Linked DNA regions of Oryctolagus cuniculus: region 1 is linked to region 2. A link is a contact called in public Hi-C data. All regions are on one chromosome and are shown on one strand. Each heading gives the region's core, a stretch centred on a gene start, on an enhancer-like site or on the middle of the called end of the contact. The rest is flanking DNA. Distances are from core to core; before and after follow the strand shown.

Region 1 (4,303 bases), core at 1,788-4,287, 310 kb after region 2:
CCAGGTGAGGTCACTACCTGGGACTTAGAACTGGCACCTGTGGTAGGGGGGCAGACTTGTGGGCCTTGCCTGTAAGGCCTGCATCAACTCCAAGTAGGTAGTGTCAGAATATTACATTTTAGGGCACTCATAAGTGAAGAATTGAGAGAACCAACACATTTGGTGTCAGAATTGTTATGAAAGTATATGGGGGTGGGGTGCTGTGGCTCAGCGGGTTAACGCCCTGGCCTGAAGGGCCGGTTCGAGTCCTGACTGCTCCACTTCCCATCCAGCTCTCTGTTATGGCCTGGGAAGGCATTACAGGATGGCCCTGGTCCTTAGGCCCCTGCACCCACATGGGAGACCTGGAAGAAGCTCCTGGCTCCTGGCTTTGGATCAGCATAGCTCCGGCCATTGTGACCAATTGGAGAGTGAACCACTGGATGGAAGACCTCTCTCTCTGCCTCTCTTCTGAGTAACTCTGACTTTCAAAAAAATAAATAAATCTTAAAAAAAAAAAAAAAAAGGAGAAAGAAAGTATATTGGAGTATATTGGGGGCTGGCACTGTGATATAATGGGTAAAGCCCCAGCCTGCAGTGCCGGCATTCCATATGGGCACTGGTTCAAGTCCCAGCTGCTCCACTTCTGATCCAGCTCTTTGCTGTGGCCTGGGAAAGCAATGGAAGATGGCCTAAATCCTTAGACCCTTGTGCCCTTGTGCCCTGCGTGGGAAACACAGAAGTTCCTGGCTCCTGGTTTTGGATTGGCACAGCTCCTGCTGTTGCGGCCATTTGGGGGTGAATGAGTGGATGGAAGGCCTCTCTCTCTCTTTGCCCGTCCTTCTCTCTGTGTAACTCTGCCTTTCAAATAAATAAGCAAATCTTTAAAAAAAAAAAGAACGTGTTTTGGCCCCATTTGTAGTTATTCTGTGTGACTGTATGAAATGGATAATATAATTTGGGGTACTTTTGTAGGAATATTTCTGTCTATTGCTGTTGTTGACTAACAGCATAAAATGGATTTTTTTTGAATTTTATGGCAAAAAATCAAATTAATATTTTGTATACTCAGAAATTCTAACATGGTCCTTTCCTCTTAAGGAAACTAATTGCCTTAGATATTTAGATATTCTGTTTCAATCTTTGGAAACTTTCACTTACTATGTTGTTTCTCTTTTAGGGTAATAGATGGTCTGGAGACTCTAGATGAATTGGAGAAGTTACCAGTAAATGAGAAGACATATCGACCTCTGAATGATGTACACATTAAGGACATAACTATTCATGCCAACCCATTTGCTCAGTAGCTATATTAAGCCTGGCAAATACATGACACACTGTTTGTTGGAACACACCCATTGTGGTTTACCCAGTTTTAAATATGTCAGAGATTGCATCATCCTTCTTTCTGCTTGTTTACAACAAGATCTTCTATGAGCTGGTGATGCCAAGGAGAGCCCAGTGGCTTTAACCCCCATTCCTACAGCATATTGTTTACTACAACTACTAGCCAATGTATTTCTTTAATATAAAAAGCCTGTTTGATTGTTGTTGCCTATAAATACTCATTTTTAAATGCTGACCCTCAGTTAAGTACAGGCATTTCTGTCTTAGAAGTAATATTTTCTATTATGGAGTTAAATTGACGGACAGGGTAAAGGGATGGTCTAGAAAGGCAGTGTTCTGGTCTTTGGACTTAATAAAAGCTCTAAAAAGTTCTTAGTGTACTCTAACAATATCTCACATGTGATTTACTCATGGAACTTTTTTTAAAGTATATCTTTTGGGACTGGCATTGTGGAGTAGTGGGTTTTGATGCTGGTATCCTATATGGGTTGCACTACTTCCAATCCAGCTCCCTGCTATTGTGCCTAGGGGAGCAGCAGAGGATAGCCCAAGCACTGGGGACCCTGCATCCATGTGGGAGACAAGGAGGGAAGCTCCTGGTTCCTGGCTTTGGCCTGCCCCAGCCCTGGCTGTCTTGGCCAGTGAATCAGCAGATCTTCCATCTGTGTCCCCTTGCCTCTGTAATTCTTTCAAATACTCTTTAAAATTTTTTTTAGAAAAAAAAAAGGCGTATCTTGGAGCTCTACAGATTCATTTGAATGTGCAGTAAGCTTGGTAAAAGCAGTTGTGGAGTCCTGGTGTGTGCTCAATCAGCTGTGTCTCCGCAGTGTGATTTTAGGCAGGATAACATCTCTGTTTTCTCATCCATAAATATTTCCTCCGAAGCCTATGTGAGGATTAATTGAAATAGTATGTGTAAAACTTCTGGCATGCAGTTAAGTAAATAAAAGCTGCTCCTAACGAATCTGTGTCTACCACAGGGCTCTCTTGTTATCAAGCCGGTTTTCAGTAGCAGTGTTGATTTCACCAAGAACCAGAGTCGCCGGCACTGCCCAGATCGGCTTGATTAGACTTGGGGCATTCCTAAAACACACCAAACACTGGCTTCTTGGGTTTCTTCTCCCAACGCTGACCTAATTAATGTTTTGATTCTAACTGCAGTTAGTTGGTAGTTAGCTTGCAGCTCTCCTCTCCTAATTCTAACACACTAAACAGAGGCCATTTGTACCAAGGCCTCACATTTTGTTTCATCTTTTTAATCATTCTGGTTTGTGGGATTAGTAAGAAAGCTTTTTTTAGCCAGAGCTTTTTCTTTCTTGGCCATTTGATACTTCATACCTTGCGTCCACAAATGTCACTAACATTTTTTGTTGTCACTCTTAAAAGGCCTGTATTATTAGGACATTTCTGTATTAACCTGCATTCCAATTTTTATTCTAAACTGCCAGTTTTTAAGTGGTGCCAATATGTTTTAAGAGCTTATTTTAAAAATCCCTCCTCGTTACAGTCATAAAAATATCAGGGACAGGGACAGGGAGGCACACTTACTGCCTACAAACACCATTTCCCTCCCCAACACTCCCTAATCCCGTCAAAGCAGCCCAGGAGCAGCAGCGCAAAATGGCCGCCCTCCGTCCTGCCGCTCGCCCCGGCCGCCCAGTCGGCGCCTGCGCACTCGGGGCCGCGGCGCCCCGCCCCGCGCTCGTGACGTCATCGGTGTTTTCGAGGCGAGTCCCGACGCTGGGACTGTCAGCTCCATTTTGTGCTCGGCGCCCGTCGCAGCCAGCTGGGTGCTCTGCGTTGTTCACCTTGCAAGCTTTGCTCCTCCAGCGTGGAGTCTGGCGGAACGGTAAGACGCAGAGGGAGCGCACCAGTGCCAGGGCCGACCCCGTGAGCGCGGCGAGCGCCCAGCGACGCCTTCCTCGCAGCTTGGTGGCCGCCCGCAGGCTCGGGAGACGACGGCCGCAGCTTCGTCTGCAGGCCGCACCCAGGCGGCGCGACCGTGCGCCCTGCAGAGCCCGTCGCCGCCGGCTTCTGCTCGCGGGTGGTGAAGGAGTTGGTGGCACGGGGTGCGCTGGTCGAGGCGCGGCCTTCCGCAGAGGGGGCGGCGGGGAGGGTCGGGCCCGGTCTCCCGCGGGCGCCATGTTGTCGTCTGCAGTGGCCGAGCTGCAAGATGGCGGCGGGGCGGAGCCCGGACTTCGGCCTCGCGCCGAGGTGGCCGAGCTGCCCGTGCGGCTGGCGGCCGCGTACGTTCTAGAACGTGCGGAGATGGCGGCGCTGCGGGCGGACAAGTGTTGGTAGAAAGCGGGAGCCGCGACAGGAATCGGTGACCTTTAGGGAGATCAAGACTTTTGTGTCCCCCTACCCCCGTGTTGGGGTGACAGAGGCCGGATTGAGGGGCGCGGGGGACTGTGGTGCGTTTCAAGGAGCGTTGTGGGGACGACGGGCGGGTCCCGCTTGACCGTTTTGATCCGGAATTGCAGGCGGAGACGTGCGCGGGCCCGGGCCGTACGAACGGAGGTCAATCTTTTTGACCGTCAGCTATTTTTTCAGCTTGTTAGGGGTTGTCAGCTTTCGTGGGCGGCCTTTCCTGGGAGGAAGGGGGCTTCACGCGACTCCAGAGAGCTTGGATCGTTGACTTGCGTGCGTGCCGAGAGTCCTTGGTGTACAGAAATACTTTCTGTCGACGATTCTGAGGTCACGGCGAGGAGCACGGATGATGGCATTAGAGTTGGAGGCTGGCTTCTGACACAGGTTTTTAGAGTTGGTTGTGTTACCGGCCAGCATGAGTAAGATTTTACTCAAGTTGAGAAATGGGGATTCACACCCTTCCTTTTTAACAATTCCTAGTATTGTTCCAGCAAATCTGGGCATGGGTGGATAGGATAATGCAGTAATTGGATTTATCGGTGTTTGCAGATTGGATGACAGTAATTCCGAACTTGAAAGAACAATTCCAAAAGGTCACAGCTGGGCT
Region 2 (4,496 bases), core at 486-2,985:
CCGCAAGAAGGAAACCTCCCTGGAACCCGTTTCCAGCAGCTCCTGTCACCGCCAAGCAAAGCAGTGCTCAGGCAAACCCCGTTCTCCGGGAAGCACTCACCATCTCGGTTCTGGGCATAGAATCTCTCAGAAGGAAGGTCATGCTCTTTAAGGTGTCTGTGTCGATGGCTTCTGCCAGTTCGTAGAGCATCTTTCTGAGACAGACACCCAAAATGACAAATGAAGTCTCACACTTGCAGAAGACACCTCAGTCAGTCCAGTGCTTTTACAAATATTATCCCTTTGAAGGATCAACTCTGGGAGTGGCGTATAGGCTTGAAAACAACTTTGAGTGTCTATGTGGCCCATTCACACAGTAAGCCTCCTGATTCAGGTCCAGTGCTGTTTTCCATCACACTCGGAAGACATAAAATACAATCTCAGCTTGGCCCCGCCCTTGCACCTGCCATCATGTGGGCCCGCCCTAGAAAGTCTTTAGAGGTCTTTGGCAGAGAGGGCCTGATGGCAGCCAATACTGTGTTGCCCACCATGTGTTGAAAAAGAAATGAAACCAGGGCAGGCACTTGGTACAAGTTAAGACACTACTTAGAACTCCCACATCCCAACTTCCTGCTAACGTGCACCCTGGGGGACAGCAAATGGTGAGTCAAGTGGTTGGGTCCCTGTCACTCACATCAAAGACCCAGGTTGAGTTCTGGGCACTGTGGAAGAGAAAACAAAAGTGGATGGAAGATACCGCTCTGTCTCTTTCAGATACATAATTTTTATAAAAGGAAGGAACTACCTCAACATCAAGATAGTCACATCATCTATAGCCAGAAAAAGCTGAGTACTTCCTCCCCACACTAACATCCCTCAGAGTGGATCTAGGAACTTCTGGAATTCATCATTCCTTTCACTGACCAGGGTAGTTCAGGTTCCAAAGAACTGAATGGTTCTAATCACCAGGCCATAAAACACTTCAGAGGCCAGTATGGTGGCGCAGCCGGTTAAGCTGCCGCCTGCAGTGCTGGCATTCCCAGTGGAGTGCGGGTGGGAGAACCAACTACTTGGCTAACGTGCCTGGGGAGGCAACGGATGACCCATGCACTTGGGTCCCTCCTACCCTCCCACCTCATATCAGAGACCCAGATGAAGTTCCTGGCTCCTGGCTTCAGCGTGGTCCAGCCCTAGATCTTAGCGGGCATTTGGGGAGTAAACCAGTGGATAGAAGATCTCTCTCTCTCTCTCTCTCTCTCTCTCTCTCTCCCCCTCCTACCCTCCCTCCCTCTGACTTTCAAATATCTGACTTTCAAATAAATAAATAAACAGACCTTTCACAGCCGAAACAAAGCCCAATGGCTAGACCGAACATGAGACAGAAACCCCTCCTCCCAGGCGGTCTTAGTCCCAGCTCACCTGAACAGGGGCACCTTCCTTCTCTCGGGCAGCAAACGCTCCACTTCCTCTTTGGTGTACCTGAGGTGCTGCAGCAGTTTGATCTGCTTGGTGATGTAGAGGAGTTCTGCCAGGACGAAAGGGTCCTCTTCTTGCAGCAGCTTGTACGTCAAGAGGAGTTCAAAAATATCCAAGGCGGAGCTACACTTCTCCAGCTTCTTTTTGGAGACCAAGTCCAGGCAAAGAAACTTCAGGCTCTCCACTTCCTGGCCCCCCAGGTGCGAATCGATCGTAAAAAGTATCCTACGAAAGTTTTCCTCATCTGAACTGGAACCCAAGCTTTGATCTCCAGATGCCATGGCTGGCCTGAAAGAGACAGAGACGGAGCAGGAGGTTCAGGAGTGAGGACACAGGGCACCCTGACTTCCTGGCCCCTCCCTCAATCCTGGCCGCTTCTGTTCCAGGCATTAGGCTTTCCCAGAAGTGCTGAGAAGGAAAACTCACTGTGAGGCTGCTTCAAGAACCAGCATCCCAGAAAACTGGCCCCTGGCACTTGCAAGTTCCCCTAGAAGGCTTACAGGGAGTTGTTATTTAGAACTCAATATACTCTGATTTCTTCTTTTTCAGTTTTATTTATTTATTTCAAGGCCAGAATTGAGAGAGAGAGAGAGAGAGAGAGAGAGAGAGAGAGAGAGAGAGAATGAATCTTCTATTCACTGGTTCACTCCCCTAGATGGCCATAATAGCCAGGACTGGGCTAGGCCAAAGCCAGGACCCAGGAGCTTCATCTGGGTCTCCCATGTGGGTACAGGAGCCCAAGCACTTGGGCCATCTTCCACTGTTTTCCCAGGCCATTCCCAGGGAGCTGGATTTAAAGTGGAGCAACTGGGACATGAACCAACACCCGTATGGGAGGCCCGCATTGCAGGCGGTGGCTTTAGCTGCTACACCACCAACACCAGCCCCCATACCCTGATTTTTTTTTTTTAATTTTTTGACAGGCAGAGTGGACAGTGAGAGAGAGAGAGACAGAGAGAAAGGTCTTCCTTTGCCATTGGTTCACCCTCCAATGGCCGCTGCGGCCAGCGCGCTGAGGCCAGCGCACCGCGCTGGTCCGAAGGCAGGAGCCAGGTGCTTCTCCTGGTCTCCCATGGGGTGCAGGGCCCAAGCACTTGGGCCATCCTCCACTGCACTCCCTGGCCACAGCAGAGAGCTGGCCTGGAAGAGGGGCAACCGGGACAGAATCCGGTGCCCCGACCGGGACTAGAACCTGGTGTGCCAGCACCGCAAGGTGGAGGATTAGCCTAGTGAGCCGCAGTGCCGGCCCTGATTTCTTTTAAATCAAAGTGTCCCCAGTGAGACATGGCCAAGGGCATCTCTCAGGCCTCCAGCCTCGTTGGAGCTCTTCACTTCAAAATTCATTTCCACAAAATGGCAGACACAGCCCAAAGGATCTGTGCTTTAAGCGTTAGACATAAAGCGAGTGCATGACAGTATTTGTTACAACCTAACTCCCGACTGCTAACTGTAACAGGACAGGCCTGTCTCATAGAAGAGGAAGCTGTAACCCTAAACCCCAAAAGGAAAAGCTGATTTTAGACCAGACCTGCTCGAATCAGTGTAGAAAGTTACACATTACCTAAGCAAGGTGTCTACCTGGCCAGTTTGTCAACTCTGGAGTTCTCTGTACTAAACTTCATTCTAAGCAGAGGAGCAACGCATTGATTAAGTTTCCACCACAGTAGTCATTCTGAAAGGATGGGGGCATCTATTCACCATGCCGGACTTGACTGCTTTCAGAAACAGAAAAAAAATACTTGCTAAGGGAAGGAGAGCAAAGCAAAACCCAAAACCTCAGCCACAAAAGGCGGTTATATGGAGGGACCCAGAGATAACAGAAACTTTCTAGGCTCCCACCTGACTTTCTCAAACTTCAGGCAATGCACATATATTACTTCTGTTGTTAAATAAAGCAAACACACACACACACACAGAGTCTCTTCCAGTGTGATCATCCTGGGAGTCCTCTCTTCTAACAGCCCTGAGGTGAGATGATTGGTTTCTGATAGCTGCCTTCCTCTCTCGGTCTTACCCGGTTGCTTTGCAGTTGCTTAAAGTTCCTGATCTCCAACTTTAGTGAATCTACGAGATTTTGTCCCTGCCTGTGGATCAACATATCCCTTCAGGTAAAGGGCTGGATTAGAAACTTCCTGGTGTTTTAGTTGATTTCAATGAACTTTCATTTTCCCTGCATGTCCGAGGACCCGGCGCCCAGATCGTGCCATTGCGGTCAAGAGTTTGGGCGAGTTGCTAAGGACAGGAGGCAAAGGGAAGTTCAGAGTGGGAGCCCCCAGTGCGGTGGGGTGGAGGTTTACATACCTGCTTCCGTTCAAGTTCCACTAATCCTCTGAAGGTCAGTGGTGCGCAGGGAAACAGCCTGAAAACGAAGCCGGCAAGAAGTCAGAATTCTCGGTGTGCTCCGTGGTCACCAGACGCCCCATCGGCGGGGGAAGAGATCCCGGCTGTGCCACTGAAGACTGAATCATTTGCACTGGGTAACTTGGTATGAATTTCCTGCTGATGTCATCACTGCCTCTCTGCTTTCTCCCCGCCCCCCGGGTTAAAATAACCCTGGCAAACAGCGCTCCCCTAAAGGCAGTCACCTGCCTTTCCCATTGTAAAGCTCGGGATGTTTCTCAAGAGGCCACTAAGTGCTGCCACCGCTGGGCGCCGCTGTGCCCAAAGAAGGGAACGTGTCACTATTTTTAACCCTTTCCTCCAAACTCATGTAACCCGTAAATCAAACCAAAAGGCTCATGAGATACTCTTCAGTCATCTTAATCCTCTCTGAAGTCTATGTGCAAATCAAGAAATAAAATTTCTGGGAGTGAGAATGGCAGACTCTAAGTCCACTTGGAGATATCTGCAAGGCAAACAAGTCTGGCAGGTGTCTGCTCTGCCAACACACTCAGTCCAGTGGAGAGAGAGGTTTGAAAGATATTATTTCTTTTTTTAAGATTTGTTTATTTATTTGAAAGGCAGAGCTAGAAAGAGAGAGATAGTCCATTGGCTGGGTCACTCCCCCAAGAGACTGCAGCGGCCAGAGCTGAGCCAGTAGC

The links. Hi-C and Micro-C count contacts between places; a contact is called where the count stands out from the background.
Region 1: a contact with region 2 is called in a Hi-C map of an unstated tissue, with 2.4 times the contacts expected there. The contact joins the promoter of CLK1 here to the promoter of CASP10 in region 2. A contact is called at or near these places in 3 of 6 Hi-C or Micro-C datasets (embryonic fibroblasts, skin fibroblasts and an unstated tissue).

What each region holds. Positions count from the first base shown.
Region 1 is chr3:39,140,090-39,144,392 of mOryCun1.1, forward strand. CLK1 (CDC like kinase 1) reads left to right here and starts at 3,038. Exons shown (of 12, transcript XM_070070418.1): 1 at 3,038-3,175. It overlaps PPIL3 (peptidylprolyl isomerase like 3), which reads left to right. Exons shown (of 7, transcript XM_008258946.4): 7 at 1,160-1,712. The coding sequence ends at 1,286.
Region 2 is chr3:38,827,579-38,832,074 of mOryCun1.1, forward strand. CASP10 (caspase 10) reads right to left here and starts at 1,736. Exons shown (of 7, transcript NM_001099966.1): 1 at 1,399-1,736; 2 at 101-194. The coding sequence starts at 1,736.